Linked DNA regions of Danio rerio: all the other regions are linked to region 1. The links are chromatin contacts, called in public HiChIP or PLAC-seq maps. All regions are on one chromosome and are shown on one strand. The core of a region is the stretch at or near the end of the contact, and the rest is flanking DNA. Distances in the headings are between cores, read along the strand shown. Region 1 holds the start of mtcl2 (microtubule crosslinking factor 2). Region 2 has its middle 65 kb from the start of acss2. Region 3 has its middle 84 kb from the start of acss2.

Region 1 (5,157 bases), core at 911-3,410:
TCATTCCACTGTGGCAACTAAGGACAATTAATGAATTACATGTAAGAAAACACTGCAGGAATGCATCATCAGATGATGGTTTGAAGTCTTGTATGTCTTTATAAATCACTAACAGACTAAGCGAAGCCTCTCATTGATTGCTCTCAGTTTCACAGACTCTGGAGGATTGGGACAAATCCCCCTCTTTCATATGGCAATGAAAATGCCTCAGTTAGCACAAATATCAGGCAGCTCCTCTGTCCAGTCTCCAGCAGGGCGTTCTCGTGGGTAAAGCCATTAATGTATTTGAGTGAAGTTCAAGGAGCACCGCTGGTGAGAGGGTCCCAGCAGAGACCCTTTAATGAGGCTCTAGTGTTTGGCCAAGAGGACAGTCAGCAATCATTACAGGTTAATTATGGCACATGTGAGCAGTGCTCAAATTCCTGCTGCATCATCCAGCCTCCCATTCCAGAGGTGCAGACAACCAGGCTGAGTACAGCACACATGAAGAGATAACAAGTGGAGACTGTTATCATTAGGGCAGTATCTCTGGAGCTGCACGATTTAGAGCTGAAAATCCAATGACATAAATGTTGCTTTTCAAACAATGTTCTTACATCAGGAATATTTAGTGATTTTGTGAAGACATCTAAACAAAACTTCCAGGATGTTTACGTAATAGTGTATAATAAAAACACATAGAGGGAGCTAGATATTCTGTTTGAAATATAGAGTAAGTGGTGGCAGTTTTTTCTGCAGTATTTAATTTGTGACCCTGCACCACAAGGGCATAGATTTGCTCTCGACATTGGTGGGGACATACATCCCTATAACTTCATTGAACAGCACAAATTATGTTTTGCACATTTAATACTTAATAATACAGATAACAATCACATGCAACAGTCAACTCACATGATTTTACTGCAGTCCGGCTTTGATGAATGTAGAGAAATTTAGAGAGGTGTGAGACGCAATTGAACTGTTTTATCCTGATTATTGTTTCTCATAATCACAGAGGCCAGAATCTAAACCGAATTTTGATTAATTGCGCAGCCTTGGTTATTATTAGTATTATGGTGAACCCGTAGCAAACTTGACTTTGTGTATGTGTTGGTTAAGGGTTGATGGAGCATTATTTGTCTTTGAAGTAAATTAAATTATTGATAGGGACATTTCAGTAATTGGTGGAAACACCCCTTCGTTCATGCCAATTCTACGCCCTTGCTTGACCATAAAGACCAGATTTACTGAAACTGAGATTTTAAAATAGAACCAGAAAGTTAAATAAGCTTTCCATTAATGTATGGTTTATTAAATAACTGTTTGTAAATCTGCAATCTAAATATTGAGAATATAAGTTTTAAAGTTGTCCAAATTAAGCTCAATGCACATTAGGCCACTTATTTGAGAGAGAGAAAAAACTGTTTTGATATATAATTACAGTTTATTTAATTTTTTTACATGACATCTTCATGGATGGTGATCTTTAATTTTTAAATATTTTTATTAATAGTTTTTTTTTACCATGAAATAAAATAAATCTACATTTTGACTCTTACAATGTAGCCTTTTGACTATTCCCCACAAATATATACCCTACCATTTGTGGCCCGGGGTCACAAGTTTCAAAATAGTGCTATTCATCAGATATCAGTTAAGAAAGTTGTTATTGCAGTAACTTACTCAATACAGTGGGAGCACTGGCAGTAGGTCAATGTGTGTTATATGGGCTGTTAAATCTTTTATAGGCAGTAAAAACGATAAATTAATAAAGTTTAATTCCCATATGGTTTCCGAATTCCCATTTGGTTGTTTTTTGGAAACCAATTAAAAATGCTTTAGGAACGTTGTCGAGCGGTTCTTATTTTTTGGGAAACAAAAAGTAACCTTCCCAGAATGTTACTGGGAGTTTTTTTTATGAAACAACCTGAAATCACCTAAAACCTGACGTTCATTGCTATGCGCCCTAAAGAAAACGTTCTGGGAACCCCCAACATTTTGTTAATTTTATTATGGATCAGGATTTGAACCGGTAGTCGATTACCAATCTTTGTTTTTAGGATGAAGAGATTGTGCGCCGTGTCTTGGTGGCAGTAGTGCGCTGCGCGCGAGGCTCTCCGCCGATCATTCGTCACGGTCAGAGCCGCTATTTTGGGCGGGGAAAAAGAAACCCAACTAACACTCCAGCAGCACTCAGCAGACGAGCAGCAGCAACTCTGCACGAGAACCGGGGACATATCTTGCAGACGAGGAGCACTGGAGAAAACAGAAACATCTTAATCCAAGCAATTGCATTGCCTTTAGGATTTCCCATGATTTGGATGTCGGCTGACCTGGTGTGAAGCGCTAACCAGCTCAACTTCTGTTTTTTGGGGGGAGAAGGAGGAACATTTCGGCTTCATTTGTGTCTTGTAAACGGAATGAATGACCAAGACAAAGGTTGACACCGGTTCCCCGACGCATTTTGTCTCGTCGAAGGAGAAGAGGCAAAAGCAGAAAATGGAGAGCAGCACCGGCGAGCTAGAACAGCCGCAGCCGCAGCACCAACCGACACAACAGCCGCCGCCTGCGCCGCCGCTACAAGTTACCGAGAAAAAGAAAATACACCGGGCACCGTCTCCTGCACGACCCAAAGATGTGGCCGGCTGGTCACTCACTAAAATCCGCGGCGGTATCGGCACGCCGACACTAAGCGTTAAACCGGGGGCCATTTATTTAGGTGGCCGCGTGTCCAGACGCAGCCCCGTTACCGGGAAAGACGCAAAAACAGAAAAGAATAAACCAACCGGCAAACCCGCGCTGTCAGCGACCGGTGCTCAGAAGAGCAGCGTAAAGTCTAATAAAAGCGGCCGGAGAAAAGTTTCAGATGCCAGCATCGGATCGGATGATTTAAGCAAGGACTCCGGATGCGCACCGGGGAAACTCTCACCCACCGACAGCAGTTCCGAGCTCTCCGACTGCGCCTCCGAGGAGAATAAAGTCTCCACAGACGCGCTTAGTAGCGACACGGAGACTAGCAGCCGCGGGGGGATCGACGGCGACAAAGCGGCAGCTGAACATGGATTACTGGACAAAAGTGGTCACACCAAGACCAGCGCAGAGAAAGAGCGACTCTCGCTGGGGATGGAGACCGCAGAGGGGAGCGTGTCCCCCGGGGAGGAGCGCTCCCTCACCTCGATGGACAGCAGGATGCCCGCCAGCACATCACTGGCCTTTTCAGACCTGACCGAGGAGCTGATGGACGGCATGAATGAGGAATTAGTCAGGGAGATTGAGGAACTCAGGTCGGAGAATGATTATTTAAAGGTAATATCATGGATATATTCTCTTATGGTATACAATCAAAGCACATTTTAAATGGGAGTAAGTTTTCCACCAAAAGTTCATTGGAAACCCAGCTATGTGTTGGTGCTTTGAACAACCAAGAAGCAAAACACTGGTCCAAACATCCTTTCCCAGCATCAAAAACCTCCTAAACATGTCACTAAACCAAACTTAATCTAACAAGGAAATTTGCTAAACCTTCGAGTTTTGCTAATCTTTAATCTAACTCCACATTTAGCTTTAGGCACACAGTAGGTAATTCTGTAATGCAATATAAGAGTAAAATGCTTTCAAAATCTTTTGTTTTTAGTGATTATAGTTATAATTAAGTATAAACTTAAAATACACTCAAAGTGAAAACGTTATATCAGTGTTTTAATCAAATAAAGAGGTACAGTTACACTTTTAGACCACCTAAAACCAAATTACTGAATCATATCAAGGTCAGAAGAAAAACCAGAGGTGTTAGAAATTTGGTCAAATGATGAATAGCTGATTTGTCTTATAAAAATAAAAATATTGTTTTGAAGAATTAGTAGCCACACCAGTTAAGATAATACAGATTATTCTGGTGGAAACTAATAAGAAATGTTTGAATCCTTTGAGTAACTAGTGCAACACTGCCTGATATCATAATCTACTACATATGTGTTTTTGACATGCCAGTGTTTCTCATTAAAACTGAAATACTGTATTCACTCATCCTGCTGCAAGGCATAAGATCTTTATTTACTATTTCACGGGCTTGTCTTTTCTCCGGAATTACTATGAGTCATATGTAATATATAAACAGTGATTCTTTTGTAATTTCTGTTTTCGTAAACTATCACAAGACCATGACGAAACCAAATCTATTCATCTGTCATCCCAAATATAAAGCGTTAAAATTCCCAGTGTAAGCTGCACTTGCACTGGTGTAGCTGGAGTAATGCAGCTGTGTGCACAGATGCTGCAGCAGTGCACAGCGCCCGCGCCCACTTTTCACTCCATTGTTTATCCGCGCGCTCGAGCACGTGACGCGCGCTGCAGTAGTTGACCTATATTCACTGGAAATGTGTGACAGCACGCGGTGGCCCTCCCTATCTATCAGCCTGCATTTCTTACACGTTTGAGGTATAAATAGTTTATTTGGTTTTGCAGCTATGTGTTTTCCAAACATGGCGCTATTATGTAAACTGTGTAGTAAAATGGTCTCGAGGAAAATAATGCAGCGTAATGATTCTCATGCAGATGATGGTTCAGCGTCCCGAGTTTACATACAAACGGAACAGTGAATCCTAAAACAAGATGTACAGTGAACATACTGTACGGTATTGTAGTATTTGTGTCATTTTGTTGTTGGCTGGGATCATGTGAACTTGTTTATATATCATCTTTATTACTGTCATATATTTTAATAGTGATTATGGACAACATAACCCAAACATAACACATGGGTCAACTTTAGGGAACTGAGATTTATACATTATCCAGAAAGCTGAATAAATAAGCTTTCTATTGATGTTTGGTTTGTTAGAACAGGACAATATTTAGCAGAGATCCACCTATTTGAAGGGGCAACACAGTGGCTCAGTGGTTTGTGCTGTCACCTCACAGCAAGAAGGTCGCTGGTTTGAGTCCTGGCTGGGTCAGTTTGCATTTCTGTGTGGACTTAGCATGTTCTTGGCGTTGTGTGGGCTTCCTCCGGGTGCTCCGGTTTTCCCCACGGTACATAGACATCAGACATAGATAAACTGAATGTTTTCCCATACTGCAGCTGGAAGGGCATCTGCTGTGGAAAACAAATGCTGGATAAGTTGGCGGTTCATTCCGCTGTGGTGACCCCTGATGAATAAAGGGGCTAAACCAAAG
Region 2 (5,157 bases), core at 1,548-4,047, 200 kb after region 1:
ATGTGCCAAAACTTTCTTCAGTTAAACAAAGAGAAAACTGAAGTCATTGCGTTTGGGAACAGAGATGAGGTTCTTAAGGTGAATGCGTACCTTGGCTTTAAGGGTCAAACAACAAAAAATAAGGTCAAGAATCTTGGTGTGACTCTGGAGTCAGATCTAAGTTTCAATAGTCATGTCAAAGCAGTTAGTAAATCAGCACACTATCATCTCAAAGACATTGCAAGAATCAGATGTTTTGTTTCCAATGAAGACTTAGAGAAACTTGTTCATGCTTTTATCAGCAGCAGGGTGGATTACTGTAATGGACTCCTCACTGGTCTTCCTAAAAAGACAGTCAGACAGTTGCAGCTCATCCAGAACATCCAGAATCAGAGCACATCAGACCTGTCCTCAGGTCTCTACACTGGCTGCCAGTTACATTCAGAATAGAGTTTAAAGTATTATTACTGGTCTATAAATCACTAAATGTTATATTTATGCTGACTGAATACAAACCCAACAGATCACTCAGATCTTTAGGATCATATAAACTAGAAGTTCCAAGAGTTCGGTCAAAGCAGGGTGAATCAGCTTTCAGCCACTATGCCCCCCGCTGCTGGAATCTGCTTCCAGAAATGATCAGATGTGCTCCAACATTAGGCATGTTCAAATCAAGACTGAAAACACATCTGTTTAGCTGTGCCTTTACTGAATGAGCACTGTGCTGTGTCCAACAGATTGCACTATTATGTTTTCTCTTCTTCTTCATTCTTTTATATCACATTTTACCAGTTTTTATGTTTTTTTTACTCATTTTTATTATTTGTTTCTATTTTAATTTTACTTGTTTCTTTTATTCTTGTTTATGTAACGCACTTTGAATTGCCACTGTGTATGAACGGTGCTATATAAAAAAAACTTGCCTTGCCTTGCATTATTTTAAATGTAGATACAATTTAACATCCCAGAACATTCTTATGAATATCAATATCAGACACTTGATGCAGCAAAGCTTGATGACTCAATCCCATGGTCTTCTACACTGACATCAGAATTATAGATAATGATTTTAACAAGAGGGCTAGAGGAGTGAAGTAAATGATCTCTGTTTACATGTCTAAGAGCAGCTATTAAACACCTGCGCTATGAGTGAATCTGAGCGAGTTTGAAGGCCAGACAGTGAAGCGAACAGCCTGTGCTGTGATTGGGGTTGCTGATTTCCAGCTGAGATCACCAGCTGCTCTCCTGTTCATATTCACCCCGCGCTCTCTCCTTTTCTTGCCCATTACTCTGTATCTGCCTAATTTTCACTTTAGAATCCCCTTAGACTCCAGCAGAGAGAATGCAGAGGGGAAACTGAAAGATGCAGGGATTTTTCTACTCATATTTAAAACTGGGTTTTTAGGGGAATATCATCACTCTTCTTGACATGCTGCAGAGAGGAAATGAATGGGGAAATCCAGTGGAGATTTACTGGGAATACCTGGATACTGCAAGACAAATCAGATGCGATGTTTTTAATATCCCGAGTGATTCTAGGCGGCAGTGGCATCAAAAGAAAAGCAAACAGAGGCTTTAATGAGGAGGAAAAAGGTTAACAGTCTGCACATAGTGTTATTAATCTTTGCTATTCCTGAATTTCATTTTTATCCAGAGTTTTCTTATCATTAATAGCTTAAAAACTGCATCCCTCAAAAATTATTCATACGCAATCCTATTCCAAATTAGTCCACAATAGTCATTTTATTGTGAACATTTCATTTTAATATATAAAAATATAATATTGATATAAAAATATATATTTCTGTTTTGGGTAAACATTATATAAAAGCTAAATTCTAGCTCTCTGCAACTCTCACATGGTCGCCCACTGAAGCTAAGCAGGGCTGCGCCCGGTCAGTACCTGGATGGGAGACCACATGGGAAAGCTAGGTTGCTGCCGGAAGTGGTGTTAGTGAGGCCAGCAGGGGGCGCCCAACCTGCGGTCTGTGTGGGTCCTAATGCCCCAGTATAGTGACGGGGACTCTATACTGCTCAGTGAGCGCCGTCTTTCGGATGAGACGTTAAGCCGAGGTCCCGACTCTCTGTGGTCGTTAAAAATCCCAGGATGTCCTTCGAAACGAGTAGGGGTTTACCCCTGTCATCCTGGCCAAATCTGCCCACTGGCCTCTGTCCATCATGGCCTCCTAACCATCCCCATATTCAATTGGCTTCATCACTGTCTCCTCTCCACCAATCAGCTGGTGTGTGGTGTGCGGTCTGGCGCAAAATGGCTGCCGTCGCGTCATCCAGGTGGATGCTGCACACTGGTGGTGGATGAGGAGATCGCCCCCCCCCCATTGTGTAAAGCGCTTTGAGTGCCCAGAAAAGCGCTATATAAATGTAAGGAAATATTATTATTATTAAATTCCAAATTTCTCATCACAATTTGTTAAATATCTATTATAAATCTCTGGTATCTACATTTAATCTCAGAATGAGTACACAAACTATAGTCAACTTTATTCCTAATTTTGTATATTAGGAAATTATACATGTTCTCCCCCTTTTTTCAATAAATTTGATCATAATTCCATCCTTTTCTCCAAGTTTTTTTAAATCTATCTATCCATCTTATTTCTATATTCCATTCCTAGCATGTACATTCACTCGGTATCTCACATCCCTCATGCCTTCTTTTGTTCCCTTGCTCTCTATCTGTTAGTCTCTCCATTCTCCCACCTGTCCCAGGCCTGTCTCTCTCCTGGAGTGTGACAAGTGTGTGCATAATGAAGGCCCATTAGAGGAAACAACGGCAGCAGCTCCGTGCCGCACATGTTCAGTGGTCAAATGCTGACGACAGCTGCGCCAACACACACACACACACACGATCCCCAAGACCTCCCCGGGTGTCCCGCAGTCTGCCAGACGAAACAGCCCAGACAGCTTCAACAGGAGGCTCAACCTGAGGATATAAATGGGGTGTGTGTGGGGTCGCCCGTGACACAGACAATTGCAACGTGATATTTCTGTCAGGCTGAGTCCACACTGTGTGGGTGCTGGAGTAAAAGTAGATCACCACAATTCACATTTATCATCATAAATCCATAGCCAAAACTTTTGATGGCCTTCAAGCTATAAGCATCTGCTTTCTTTGGCTGTCAGACATGAATGTTTCTGCCATATGTCCCCTACTTGGAAGTAAATAAAATAAGTTTCGTATTTAAATGATATGAAACATGCAACACAATTGGGTTTATTATAGTGGCCTGAGAAAGCCAACATACTGTCATACTATCAGTGGTGGCAGGAGTACTTAAAAATCATACTCAAGTAAAAGTACCATTACTTGCCCAAAAATGTATGGCAAGTAGAATAAAAGCACCTGTTGTGAATATTACTCAAAGTATGAGTAAAAAGTAACCCTTTTAAAAGTACTGGAGAGAAGTGAGTACTGAGTAGTAAGTATTACGCCGTAAAAAAGTCATTTTGCATTTACATGCAGTTTGTACAGGGATGTGTAAACGTATCATTCGGTAGTGCATTTAGTGATCTTCCTATATTCCTTTGTTCCTTTCAACCTTTCTTCCATTGTTTGTTTGTTCTGTCCTTCCTTCATTTGTTCGTTCCTTCCTTCATTTGGTCCTTCCTTCGTTCCTCCCTTTATTTGTTCGCTCATTCATATTTTTGTTCCTCCCTTCATTAGGTCCTTTGTTCATTCGTTCATTCCTTTCTTAGTTTGTTCAGTTCTTTCTTGAATCCTTACTTTATTCATTTGGTCCTTCGTTCATTTATATTTTTGTTCCTTTCTTCATTAAGTCCTTTGTTCTGTCCTTCCTTTATTCATTTGTTCATTCCTTCATTCCACCCTTCATTTGTTCGCTCATTCATTCATTCTTTCATTCATAATTTTTGTCCCTACCCTCATTAGATCCTTTGTTCATTCATTTGCTTGTTCGTTCCTTCCTTCCTTTCCTTCTTTAGTTTGTTCATTCCTTCCTTCCTTCGGTCCTTATTTTTTCATTAGTTCCATTTAGTGATTGTTTAAGGTTGTTTGGTGATTTCAATCATCATACAGTCGACATCCTTTTTTTTTTTACAGTCTTTCAAAATATGATTTTCATTATAGATTACTTTTAAAAAAGAATATATATATATAATTTAAAATGCATCACTGCTGCATAATATATATATATATATATATAAATTGCAAAAATAAAAAATATGAATGCTAAATGCTATATAAATAAATGCTTGTATCACAGTCTGTAAACTTCATGTATTACAACAATAGGAGTTTCAAACTGGAATGTCTTCATGTTTTTAAAACTTCAGGATGAGTAACAAAAAAAGAGAAAAAAGTAACAAAAGAAGCTTTATATTTTATTAAAACGCAGCCAGCAACAAAGAGAGACCCTGAAGTCAAATGAAACTGCACAGTGAATTCTGCTTTTCTCCTGTCTCTCTCTGCAGTTCACCTCAGAGCACACAAACACAAGCCATGATGCCCTTCAGCCAAACAGACACAACAGAAGAGGTTTCAGCTGTACTGCAAAACCTCCTGGAGAATATCGACTATAACCTGACACGGGGCTTCCTGCCTCCCTCAGGTGTCACAGAATAAACATCAATGCTGCCTGAAGATGAAAGCACACGAAGGCATGAATGGAAAGTGAAATGAAGAGGTAATTATAAAAATAAGAGTAAAGTAAATCATTTGAAAATAGTGTGAGCGTGTGGAAAAAAAATGTTAATATAGAAATACACACAGCCTGTTGTTTATATGATCATCATGGAGAGAGTAAAACCAGTAGAGCAGCTGCTGACAAATGTTTTATTTATACTTAAGCTGAATTTAGAAAAATAAACTTTAAAGCAGGGGTGCCCAAACTCTTTCTAATTAAGGGCCAAAAACCAAACTTAACTGAGGGCTGTGAGCCTAAGGTACATTAAATTTTCTATGAGATATCTCCTAATTTATTTCTTAATATTAAAAAATATCTAGAAAACATTGCTTTAAATTATATTAACGAATGCAGTATATTTTTAAAAAATGTTAAATGAATTTATTACAGCAAAAACAACCGAGTGACAGTATTTAATTTTTTTTAAAATTTAAATTCTGATGAATTTACAAAACTAAAGAAATAACCAAAACAAACACACAAAAGGTTATATTACATTCAAAATCACAATATT
Region 3 (5,157 bases), core at 1,242-3,741, 180 kb after region 1:
CCAAATTTCCTCCATTGGCCCTTACCTATCCAACAAAATGGCTTTATAACCGTCTCTCCACTCCACCAATAGCTGGTGTGTGGTGAGCCCACTGGCACCATTGTCCTGTGACTGCCATCACATCATCCAAGTAAATGCTGCACACTAGTGGTGGTGTGGAGAGATCACCCTTTACTGATTGTGAAGCACATTAGGTGTATGGCCATACATGATGAATGTGCTATATAAATACACACACATTACATTACATTATTACATTAAAAAATAACTACCCCTTTAGCGCTGAAATACTTTCGAAAATCACAATCGCAATATATACGTCCATGCCTAATATCCGATGGCCAGAAAATGATTCATTTTTTTATAAATTGTTACAATTTTGGTATTTGTGATGCAGCAAGCCCAGATATTGTTGTGTACACTATGACTTTATATAAAATTCACTTCAATGTGTGATATGAATAAAAAGTGATTATAAACGAATATTTTCTCAATTCAAATGGGGTGAAGCAGTGGTGCAGTAGGTAGTGCTGTCGCGTCACAGCAAGAAGGTTGCTGGTTCGAACCTTGGCTCAGTTTGCATTTCTGTGAGGAGTTTGCTTGTTCTCCCTGCGTTTGTGTGGGTTTCCTCTGGATGCTCCGGTTTCCCCCACAATCCAAAGACATACTACAGGTGAATTGGGTAGGCTATGAGTAACAGAGCAGGTAAGCGGCTGGCCGTAATGTGTAAAAAAAAAAAAAAAGTCGTTATCATATGAACAAGTCTAAATGGAGGACTTGTTCCAAAGAGCTGACCCGACAACCATAGGGACTAAGGCTGAAGAAGAAGAAGAAGAATAAGTGGCGGCTTGGACCCGGAAACAGTATTACATAGGTCACCAACACTTTACCACTTAGCAAGCAGATGATTTGGGACATACTGAATCTATTTTCAAATACTAATTAGGATGGATATTATGCAAATTAGGATGCATAATGTCTCCTCTAATTTATAAGTTATAAAATAAGTTTTATATTTCCAACCCAAGCTCATTCTGGAAACGTAGCCCCGCGGACGTTTCTAGAGACCGCGATTTACGTGGCCGGAGGTACGTAAAGGCCGCGTTTGGTTTTTTTCGAGCGAACGCTGCGGGGCGGTGTGGCGCAGCTCCGCCCCTCCTCTTCGCGCTCGCCGGCTGACGGCTCGCCTCCGAGTGGAGGGCTTTCCCGACGCAATCAGTTTGTCCGCCTAGCTCACAGCATTTCGTCGGCGGAGCGGAGGCCCCGGAGGAGGAGAAGCCGGAGTCGGCCGCGGTGGACGACGACCGGGATCGAGTCCGGGGAACAGCGGGTTCCGGAAATCAGGTAAGACGAAAAACGGAATCCGGAAAATAAGGGCGAGAACGCGGCGGGATCCGAAAACGAGGTCGAAATCGAAGACGAGGGCTTTTGCTTTTTTTTTTTTTTTTCGATCCGGCGGCTTTTCGCGCGAAAAAGCGCGCACAGCGGCCTCTCGCGGATCCGCGAAAACAAAAAAACGCTTGAATACGTACCTCCCGGGACGTAAATCGCCGTCCGCAGAAACGTCCGCGGGGCTACGTTTCCACAATGAGCCCCGGTTGTATATTTCACTATTTTGCTTATTTTGTATTTTCGTATCACAAGAAGCTATTCATTTCTGTAGCTGTTTGTTAACATTCTGCCTGTTCAAAATAAACAAACAAAAACCATAACTCGGAATTTTGTACCAAAAATTGATGTACAGAATTGATGTACCGTTATCAAACCTTGACTTCTATGTACTGCTACACACCTATTGGCTGATTTATGTGTTATATCTCGATGAGTCTATGTAACCAATTTAATTTACAAAACATTTTTACATTTTGAAGAGAGAAAAAGTGCAAAAATATACATGTATAATGCAAAAACTGCTCAATATTTCCTGTAGTCAGTCAGATGATCTCCCCAGAGCTCTATGGCTCTTCCTCTGTGTTTTTCAGCCGGTGTTCTGCTTTACCGTCTTGCTCTTTTTCTGTACTGCTGGGCTCAGCAGGGATGGAGGAGCTCGCAGCACAAACGTGCCCTGGTTTCCACGGCAACAGCCTGGCATTCTCTAGACAGGCAGGGCAGGAGATCTGATGCATTCGTGAGCGAAGAAGAGAGAGATATACCGAGACAAAGATTTACATTGTTTCTGGCCAAAACAGAATTCCCATCACCTCCAGAATAATAAAACATCCAGAGAGAAGCACAAAGCCTCTCATACGCTCTAGCTGAGAGTCTGCGAGTGAGGAAAACAACAGAGCTGCGTTCATAAGAGCCATATAAGGACACACGGTTCTTCTAACTGTAATCCATCACCAGACCTGCCTTTTGTTTGACTGAGATAAATGCTTGAGTTTCTAAGAGACTCAAATGTGATATCAAGGATTACCCATAACACAGTATCTACGCCCTGGGCACTGCTGCCGGTGTGAATGTGTTTAATGCAGACACACTGGGGGAGCCAATGGAGGGAAGATTGATCTAACCTGTGAAAAATGCTCTCGCTTCACGCAGGAGAGAAAGAGAGACAGACTGAGGAAATGGAAACGTAGCATCTGTTATCAAGTAACTCTTCAGTGTCAGGCCATAATTTTAAAAATCGCTGTTTCAACCAATTGGCAACTATTTAAGCTCAATTTCCCTCTTGAAACAAACACAACACAATAAAAAAAAAGACAATCGTTCAAAGAAGTTGATCTTCAGAGCTGCAGCTCCCTCTACCTTTAGCGAAGTGTATCACAGCTCTTCCTTTGTGCTTGTTTTTGTTCAAGAGAAAGAGAGTTACCCACAAGTCTGCTTGAGCGTAGATGGGAAGCCATTACCTCAGGACTCACATCTGTGCTGCAGACACTCACACAATTAGCTAATTGCTCAGAAATCCTCCTTTTTTGTATCTGATGATGGCAGATAAACCCCTCAGCTGCAGAATAAATCACAGTCTCAAGATGAAAAAGGCAATTTAAGGAAAAAGAGAGAGAGAGAGAGAGAGAGAGACATCTGGGGAAGAGTTGTTGGTATGTAAATGAACTTGAACTCATCAACATGAAACTATAAAATTGGGTTATTAGGACTTTTATTTTTTATAGCCAGTTAGATTAAGCGAAGCTAAAATTCTTCCGCGATCACCTTAACCCATGTCAACACAGTTAAGAATATCATCAGTGTCTCACTCCGTGCTACAGCAAAACTACCAGTATTGTGAAAGACTCCACCCATCCCTTCCAGCCGTTGTCATGAGAAGGATGGTTCCAGGGTAGTAGAGCCCGCTCAGCTAAACTACTCAACAGCTTCTTTCCACAAGCTCCTTTCACAGTAAGCAATCATCTTACCCTACTCTGAAATATTATGAACAGTCCCAGCTCCTCCCCATCTGTCATGTGAGGGACACTGACAGGTTTTATTAAGAAATAGTCAGACAGGCAATAGTCAGACACAGAAGCAATCGAGTACATAAAGGTAAGGCAAACAGAGTAGTCGGGTCTCAGGCAAAGAGATCAGTCCAGGCGGCACACTACGTAAACAATGAAACAAAGCAAGGGTCAAAGATGGCTAGACAAGGCAAGGAACACACATCGTAATGCTCACTAAAACAGATAAACAAGACTCAGCAAAGTGTGTTTTTGTGCTGCATATTTGGTCCATGTAATAAGTCTTTGAGCAGTTCCCAGTTGTGTGTGTGTAATCAAAGAAGAACCAGAACAGGTGTGAGTGTGTAGTGCATGACAGGATTCGTAGTTCATTTGGTGGCAGATTTGTAGTTTTCCTGTCATCTGTATGGACTAGATTGCGGGTGATTGTGACACCACTACACCACAGGAAAACATCAAACCATTATGAGTCTGCCTCACACAGGTGAGGGGGTTTGACAAACCACCTGTAGAAAAAGCACTCTTTCACCTCTATGACACTTAAACAGTTACTTGCACCAGTTTTGCACATTTGCACCAGACATTTTCTTACAATCATTCTAGATCTATAAAAAAAAAACTGCATTTATGAGGTGTGATTCACACAGGTGAGTGGGCTTGACAAACCACCTGAAGAAAAACTTTTCTCTCTATATGTACCAGACACTTTATTTGAATTACACTAGCACTTATTTCTCTGAGCTCTAACAGATCCTTTTTTATAATTAGCACTTCTTGTGTGTATTGCCTCTTGTTAAATTGCTGAATATCCTGTGCTAAAAGACAAGTAGCTAAAACTCGCACATTTAGAGGCGGGAACCTGCGGACATGCAACAACTTTTCATTTTCATTTTCAAAAAGTTTTCATTTGGGGCTCCTTTACGGGACTCAACACTTGTAAACACTCACTGTATCAGGCTGGCGGCTCTAAGCACTGCTTACGTTCGTCACCGCTGCCAAGCAGACCAATCACAGAGCTTGTGCTACGCGACATGTAGTAGAGGTCTGCATTCTCGAACCACAGGACCCGACCAGATTTCTGTGGCGCGGGAATAAATTTCCGGATAAAGCGCGGGAGCGGTCGGTAACTGGTTTAATTTTGGATGGGAGCAGACGTTCTAACAATGTCAATCCAGACTCCCGAGCGAGCGAGCACGCGTGTGTATGTGTGTGAATGAGACAGCGTGATGCTGCGTTTAGCTTGTTTGTTGCTGTGTGTGTGTGTGCGTGTGTGTATGTGTGTGCACGAATGAAAGAGAGAGCTTTGTGCTGTCTGTGTGTGTGTGTGTGTGTGTGTGTGTGTGTGTGTGTGTGTGTGTTTATACAGACAGCTGTATAGGATTCTGTATAGGTAGGTGGTTTTCGGTTTGGTTCTCCCCCCGCCAGTTAGTGTGAACGGGTGCAGCGGGTAGAAAACAAGGTGGTTTGGGCAGCGGGACAACAGATGCTGAAAATAAGCGGGAGTGGTCGGGTTTGGGCTAAAACCTGGCGGGAGCAAGATTCAAAATTTAGTCCCGCCCAGATCTCTATCGTGTAGTTACATTTTTTGAGAGGTGCGTGTCAGCATCGGCATCAGCCACGGCGAGGAGGATGTGACAGCACATAAGCTGCGCCAGAGCATACATGACTGCTTGATGCAGAAGTATAAATCAGCCTTGAGTCGCTTTGGCCATCTGCTAAATAACAATTTATCACAAATTAAAAAAAAAAAAAAAAACAATAT

What was found. HiChIP or PLAC-seq counts read pairs in DNA pulled down with a chosen protein or histone mark.
Region 2: a contact with region 1 is called in an H3K4me3 HiChIP or PLAC-seq map of embryo, with 5 times the contacts expected there. The contact joins the enhancer-like site here to the promoter of mtcl2 in region 1. A contact is called at or near these places in 5 of 18 Hi-C or Micro-C datasets (caudal fin, embryo, hematopoietic stem cells and 1 more) and 4 of 4 datasets of contacts at active chromatin or transcription factors (caudal fin, embryo, gastrula embryo and 1 more).
Region 3: a contact with region 1 is called in an H3K4me3 HiChIP or PLAC-seq map of pancreas, with 9 times the contacts expected there. The contact joins the enhancer-like site here to the promoter of mtcl2 in region 1. A contact is called at or near these places in 3 of 18 Hi-C or Micro-C datasets (caudal fin, hematopoietic stem cells and skeletal muscle) and 3 of 4 datasets of contacts at active chromatin or transcription factors (caudal fin, embryo and pancreas).

The regions. Positions count from the first base shown.
Region 1 is chr23:9,619,248-9,624,404 of GRCz12tu, reverse strand. mtcl2 (microtubule crosslinking factor 2) reads left to right here and starts at 2,160. Exons shown (of 15, transcript XR_012399001.1): 1 at 2,160-3,288.
Region 2 is chr23:9,424,866-9,430,022 of GRCz12tu, reverse strand. No RefSeq gene overlaps it. Among named protein-coding and RNA genes, the nearest start is that of acss2, 65 kb to the right of the region's middle. Within about 2 kb of position 2,797, at least 16 of the 62 cell types and tissues checked have an H3K27ac peak or open chromatin away from gene starts, as enhancers often do.
Region 3 is chr23:9,444,210-9,449,366 of GRCz12tu, reverse strand. No RefSeq gene overlaps it. Among named protein-coding and RNA genes, the nearest start is that of acss2, 84 kb to the right of the region's middle. Within about 2 kb of position 2,491, at least 9 of the 62 cell types and tissues checked have an H3K27ac peak or open chromatin away from gene starts, as enhancers often do. A contact at or near this core is called in pancreas, where this site is marked.